Linked DNA regions of Danio rerio: region 1 is linked to region 2. A link is a contact called in public HiChIP or PLAC-seq data. All regions are on one chromosome and are shown on one strand. The core of a region is the stretch at or near the end of the contact, and the rest is flanking DNA. Distances in the headings are between cores, read along the strand shown.

Region 1 (3,092 bases), core at 205-2,704, 200 kb after region 2:
ACATGCCTTAAAAACACATGCAAATAATAATTATTTTTCACTCTACTGTGCTTAAAGAGAGCCCCCACAAATCTCATGTGTTTTGACCCGTGGTTCCTGGTCGTCTATAATCCCAACTCGACATTGCATATATATTGCAGACACACAGATTGTTATATAGATGCTCAAATGATACATAATGCAGCTCCAATGTTTACACAATGAAGCGATAACAATACAGTTTATATATTGTATGTATAATTGATTCATTCATTATTCATTTGTTTATTCTTCTTTGGCTTAGTCCCTTATTTATCAGGGGTCACCACAGCAGAATGAGCTGCCAACTATTCCAGCATATGTTTTACACAGCGGATGCCCATCCAGCCACAACCCAGTACTGGGAAACACCTATACACACTCATACACTACGGCCAATTTAGTTCATCTAATTCACTTACAGCGCATTTCTTTGTAAAACCCAGCCGGGACTTAAACAAGCGACCTTCTTGCTGTGAGGTGAAAGTGCTAACCACTGAGCCACCATGCTGCCTGTATGTATAATTGTTTAGTAATATAATTATTACTAATGGTCATACAATAAAATAATAATGTGAAATTGTTTAACCGTTTCTATTTTAATATATTATTAAATGCGGCAACTTAATATTGTGCTAAAAAAAGCTGAATTTTCAGCATCAGTACTCTAGTATAGTAATGATGCTGATAGTCTTCAGTGTGTCACATGTAATTGTGCTAATAAAAATGTGAATGTCAATGAAATGCTTACTTAAATTTTCCTTTTTATAAAGTAATAGTTCTATATATGTGCATGACTAAGTACAATCTAAAATATGCACCACTTAAATACACTGTGCAGAAAGATTCGTTCATACTCGTCTGACAGCTGAGCTGTCAGTTTTTAGGCAATAGTCAAAACAGAGAACTGTAGCTGTCACTTTTAATTGCAAATAAAGATGATGAACAGTTGACTGGACAGTATCACCTGGCTGTTGAGCGTTTCCATTAGCTTGTTGTTGTTGTAGTATCTGCGCAGGTGCAGTGGCTGGAGCTGCAGAACTCTGTCCGTTTGCTGGAACTGCTACATTTACCGCTGCAGCAGGAAACCCAAACGGGTTGTTAAGCCAGTTACGAAGGTCTCCATTTGACATATCTGTTCCCCATGCCGTCGTCCCGTGCGATTCAGTCGCTCCTTGTGCGGGGAAACACGGTGGGAAGGAAAGCGCAGACATGGCTATCCAGCTCTGCCAGTTCATATAGCTGCAGTAGTACTGCCACATCCACTCCTGCAGTTTCTCGCAGTACTCGGTAGTGTTGACAGCGGTCGAGTTCACTTGTTTGCCCTGGGACGAGGGCTCACGAATCGACGTTTTCATATTTTCGCTCTCTCCTGGCGATTTTTCCTTGTCGCGAGCGTTTTCATTAAACTCCGCCATGACACTTTTGTTTTGTGACGAAGTCGGTAACGATTTGATCAACTTCCGGAATTTTTTTTGATGCATAATAAGAGTGGGGGACTATTTATTAAAGCCGAACTATGTGGTTGTAACCAGTATTTTAAGTGTTGATAGGCTGTTTATAACTCATAAAAAGAAACTAGATAAACTTATAAATGCAAAATGTTTTCATAAATAGACGTTGATTTTCAAAGAAGATTAATAAAATATTTTTCTTTTTTTACACAACATAGGAGAAAGCAAGGTAAGGTGTGTCACCCCCTTAAAGAGACAGTTCATCACAAAAATTTAATTCTGTCATAATTTACCCTCCCTTCACTTATTCCAAGCATGTTTTAGTTTATTTTTGTTTGTTAAATACAAAAGAAGATATTTTGAAGAAAGGTGGAAACCTGTATCCATTGATATCTGGTCAATGGTTTTCAACTTTCTTCAAAATATTCTCTTTTTTGTTCAACAGAAGAAAGAAACTCAAAGGTTTATAACCACGTGAAGGTCAGTAAATAGTGAGTAAATTCATTTTTGTGAACTATCCCTTTAATGGCAGACATGGTGGCTCATTGGTTAGCACTGACGCCTCACAGCTAAGCTGAATGATGATCCCTTTAATCTGACATAATATACAATAAAATTGTTAGCATATACTTAGACATGATTCATAACAGCTGCTTGTGTTTGGTAGATGGACGTGTGAAATGTGGAGTAATACTCTCTGGTTTTGCACCATCATTAGCCTCCTTTCAACCAAAAGAAAAATAGTAGGATGTTACTGGATCACTTTCTATAGTTTTGTGGCAATATTTTGTTTATAAATTGATTTCTGCATATTTTCAAGTAACAGTTGACATTCCATTTTTAACTTCCTAAAAATTACATTGTGTCTATATAGCTTTAAGGTTTTAGTGTTCCAAAATTATATATAGCTTATATGTTTTTGGGGAAAGGGAATATATATTTTAAACATATTTCTGTCTCTTTTTAATTTTATTAAACAATTATATTTGTATTACTTTTAAGGTGATATATCAACTGAACTCCCTGTTGAGTGTGATATGCTTTGTATACTAATGAAGCATTTTTGCAGAAGTAGATGAAGCTGAACGAAATGGAAAGGCCTGATTAACTTGAGCACTGCAGCTAAACTTCCTGTCCGCAGAAATGTCTTGAAACTTAGGCTTTTCATGTTGTGCAGAGAATTCATAGAAAAAGAGGACGTATGTATGGGTGCGGCCAATGGAGGACTGGAGAATGATTGACAAGTGACAAATTCCACTAAACTCCACCTGTTAATATCAGTCAGGAAATAAAATTGGTTGCATCTCCTGAATGTAAATTTTGCACTGCATTGAGGATAAAAGAATTCTGTGAACCAAATTATTTATATGTATCCAATTAATTACTAATATTTTTTTAGATATTGAAGAAAAATCTCTCTTGACCTTTTTTAATGAACACGCATAGAATTGATTACATATCCCAACAATATACAAAAATAGCAAAGGGATTGTAGCAAAGATTTTATTGAGTTACACAATGGAGTAATTTTTTTATTTTTATTTTGGTAAAAATGTATCTCAAAACACAAAACGTACGCCATATTTATATTTTTAATACTTTTAAACATAGCTAATTTAC
Region 2 (3,250 bases), core at 7-2,506:
GTTAAAATAAATAAGACTTTTTCTAAAAGAAACAAATATATTATAGAAAATACTGTAAGTATGTTCATATATGTTAAACATCACATGGGAAATATTTGAAAAAGAATACAAACTTCACAGGAGGGCTAATAAATTTGACTTTATATACAACAATTTATATTATATTATACAATTTCTATTACACATTTATATACAACAACTTTATATAATTGTATAAAAGTATTTCTCGACTTTTTTCTTTAAAAAATACAGTGTGTATATAGTTTTAATTACTTTTTTATTTATTTAGATTTAATCATTTGCATGTTAAATTAAATTATATTAAGATTTTTGAAATTAGTCATTTTGTAATAAATCGGCAATTAGTTATTTGCTTGGGTTTATAGTTTACTATGATCATTTTCAATGTTTTTTTTTAATATTTTATAAGGCAATTTTATTTATTTATTTATTTTTTCAAAATGAAAATTCATGACCTGAAAGTTTTTTTACTGTGAGCTTCAGAAATAGACCTGGACAGTTTTCAATCAGCTGAAACAATGGACATATTTCAGAAGTGTGCTGCTTCTGGATATTGTGTTTGCGTTTTTGATTGTTTAGGTCTTTTAAAGGGATTTCCCTTCAGTCTGATGGGTGCTGAAGAAACCCAAATAAGCATTGGGACAATATATACACATATCTGAAAAGTAAGGATGAAGAGCGAGTTATAATTTAAACTAAAATACCCTAAGTTTAACAGAAACGGACGCTGCAGCTATCAGTAATGAGAATAAAGAAACTTACTTTACTCTTGACCTCGAGCATCGAGCAGCAGCGCAGCGAATGAGCCTTTCTGATCGGCCGGTTCATGTTGTCTGGTGAGCGGCGAGCGCTGGACTGAGTCCCGCTGTACAGACACCGCGCGGGTTTGTGCAGCTCAGCAGGACTCGCATCCCTCAAAACGCGGAAAAGCAGGACGAAGCTCTTGTAAACTACAGGACAACACGGAAACAATGACATAATTTCCTGACATTAGGCGGCTAATAGGCTTCTTCATTTTGGATAAACATGCAACATTGAGTTTGTGAAACGTGCTGACTAAACAAATGGTCAAGGACAAAAAGAATTTTTATTGCATCATATTTCCCCCCCCTCAATACATGGACACTTGTCCTCATTTCTCCGCAGGAAAAATGACATAATATGTCATAATAGCCTACATTTTTATCATGAGCTACACTATAAAAATGCAATATTCCACACAATTCATGCTGTACCAACACAAAATCTATTAGCTACACATAACTATTAAATATATAAAACTACCCTCATACTCAAATATTTATAGAAATCACTTTGAAAATTTTATATGAATACTATAGATGTTACATAGTGACAGCTGAGATTATTTATAAACTGCAGTCTGTTAATGATTACAAATTATATGATGAAAATTGTAATGATACAATAATACAGAGTTCTTTTTTAGGTTACGCAACTAGTGACTTTTAACACAACTTGCTTATATTTTAACATTTGTTTTCAAATTCTGAATCACAGATTGCAAATGCTGATCACAATCATTAACACTGCCATTTTTTAAACAATGAAGCTAAACAAAAAGATGCAGTGCAATATTTTAGAGACCGCACTGATATGATAATAATATGATTAGAGCACTGTGGAAAATTGTTGGGCTCCAGACAATTCCTTCTAGTTGCCCCAAAATAAATTGCTTAAATTAATTAAAGTGTTTTACACGTTTAAGTGTATGGGTGTTTCTCAGTGCTGGGTTGCGGCTGTAAGGGCATCCGCTGCAAAACGTATGCTGGATAAATTGGTGGTTTATTCCGCTGTGGAGACCCCAGATTAATAAAGGGACTAAGCCTAAACATATATGAATGAATGAATACACATTTAAGTGGATTGAACATAAAACAATTAAAATGTCACCAAAAAACTCAAGACATCTCAGCACATTTTAAATAAGTAGTTTGAACACACAGCAATAATATTTTTTTCAGAGAGTGAATCAATCAATAATGTACAAAAACAAACTTATTTTATGAATCAGCTGTGATCATGCCATGCATAAGATGTACTTATAATCTGATTATGAGCATTTTAAAAATGTAATTTCTAATTACAAACACTGCACTTTTGGAACTTGACTATGTAAACTATGTAATCCAGATTATACAGTTTTACCTAGCAATATAGTCAGTGATACTATATAGTAACAGATAAGTAATAACCCCATAATAAAGATGCAACAAAAAAAAAGTCATTATATAATTGATATGAAAACATTTATACAGTACAAAAACTATGAAAAGACACATTTTTCAGTATTGTGAAATTTATTTTTGAATAATTCTTACAAATTCTAAAAATATATTCTGTGGGTAAAATATTGACAAAACCATCCCTTGGGTTAATTAGACCATAATTGACCAACATTCATTGAAAACCAACCCTAGCGAGTGTTTTGATATTTTTTTATGATTACAATTATGGGAGATATTTTTTGGACACAAATACATGAACTTTTAATAAGCTCTTTATTCAAACACAATCTTTAATGTTGTGTATATAACACTTAAAATCACAAAACATAATCACGCTTACTGCTGATTACACTATCTGTCTTTAAAATGCAATGACTGCCGTTTCTGTTGGAGTAGTTTTGTTGTTTTGCTGGTTTAAAACAGGAGGGCCAGATGGCTGTGTGAGCTGGCTCTATGCCTTGACTTCATCAGGAAGTTGGCCTTCGTTTAGAATGGCCAAAGCATTGGTCACCATCCTCTCCACCATGAGCTGAGACGTCTCCAACGTGTGTGTTCCTATATGAGGCATGACGATGACATTTGGGAAGGACAGCAGGGGGTGATCCCTGAATATAACAGGTCAGAACACATGTCATTATATTACAGCATTTTACACACTAATGATTCAGTTGAATGATTTTTGTATGGCTCTCAATGCAAATATGTAACAGAAACTTCATAAACAAGCCCATAATTATTTGATTATTTATTCACCATCTAGGTCTTATATTATTAATTATGTATTACAAATAATAGAGCTTGCAAAATGTTAGAATGAAGGACTTTCGGTTTGGCAGGAATATAAACAGTTGTGTATTCCAAGCAGCTCTGTTAATAACATTGCTGACCAAACCAAATGCAATTAACGAAAAGGTGTGCTTAGCAAAAACAAACCGGGGCAGTGGTTCAGGATAAGTGACATCTAAAGCAGCGGCTCGGATCAT

Evidence for each region. HiChIP or PLAC-seq counts read pairs in DNA pulled down with a chosen protein or histone mark.
Region 1: a contact with region 2 is called in an H3K4me3 HiChIP or PLAC-seq map of embryo, with 2.2 times the contacts expected there. The contact joins the promoter of fam8a1b here to the promoter of pard6ga in region 2. A contact is called at or near these places in 1 of 18 Hi-C or Micro-C datasets (caudal fin) and 1 of 4 datasets of contacts at active chromatin or transcription factors (embryo).

What each region holds. Positions count from the first base shown.
Region 1 is chr16:26,892,181-26,895,272 of GRCz12tu, forward strand. fam8a1b (family with sequence similarity 8 member A1b) reads right to left here and starts at 1,455. Exons shown (of 5, transcript NM_001017551.2): 1 at 986-1,455. The coding sequence starts at 1,436. zgc:110410 reads right to left here. Exons shown (of 10, transcript NM_001328372.2): 10 at 2,962-3,092.
Region 2 is chr16:26,687,944-26,691,193 of GRCz12tu, forward strand. It overlaps pard6ga (par-6 family cell polarity regulator gamma a), which reads right to left and starts at 1,257. Exons shown (of 3, transcript NM_001130659.2): 1 at 784-1,257. The coding sequence starts at 849. zgc:136493 reads right to left here. Exons shown (of 6, transcript NM_001045249.2): 5 at 3,201-3,250; 6 at 2,321-2,872. The coding sequence ends at 2,719.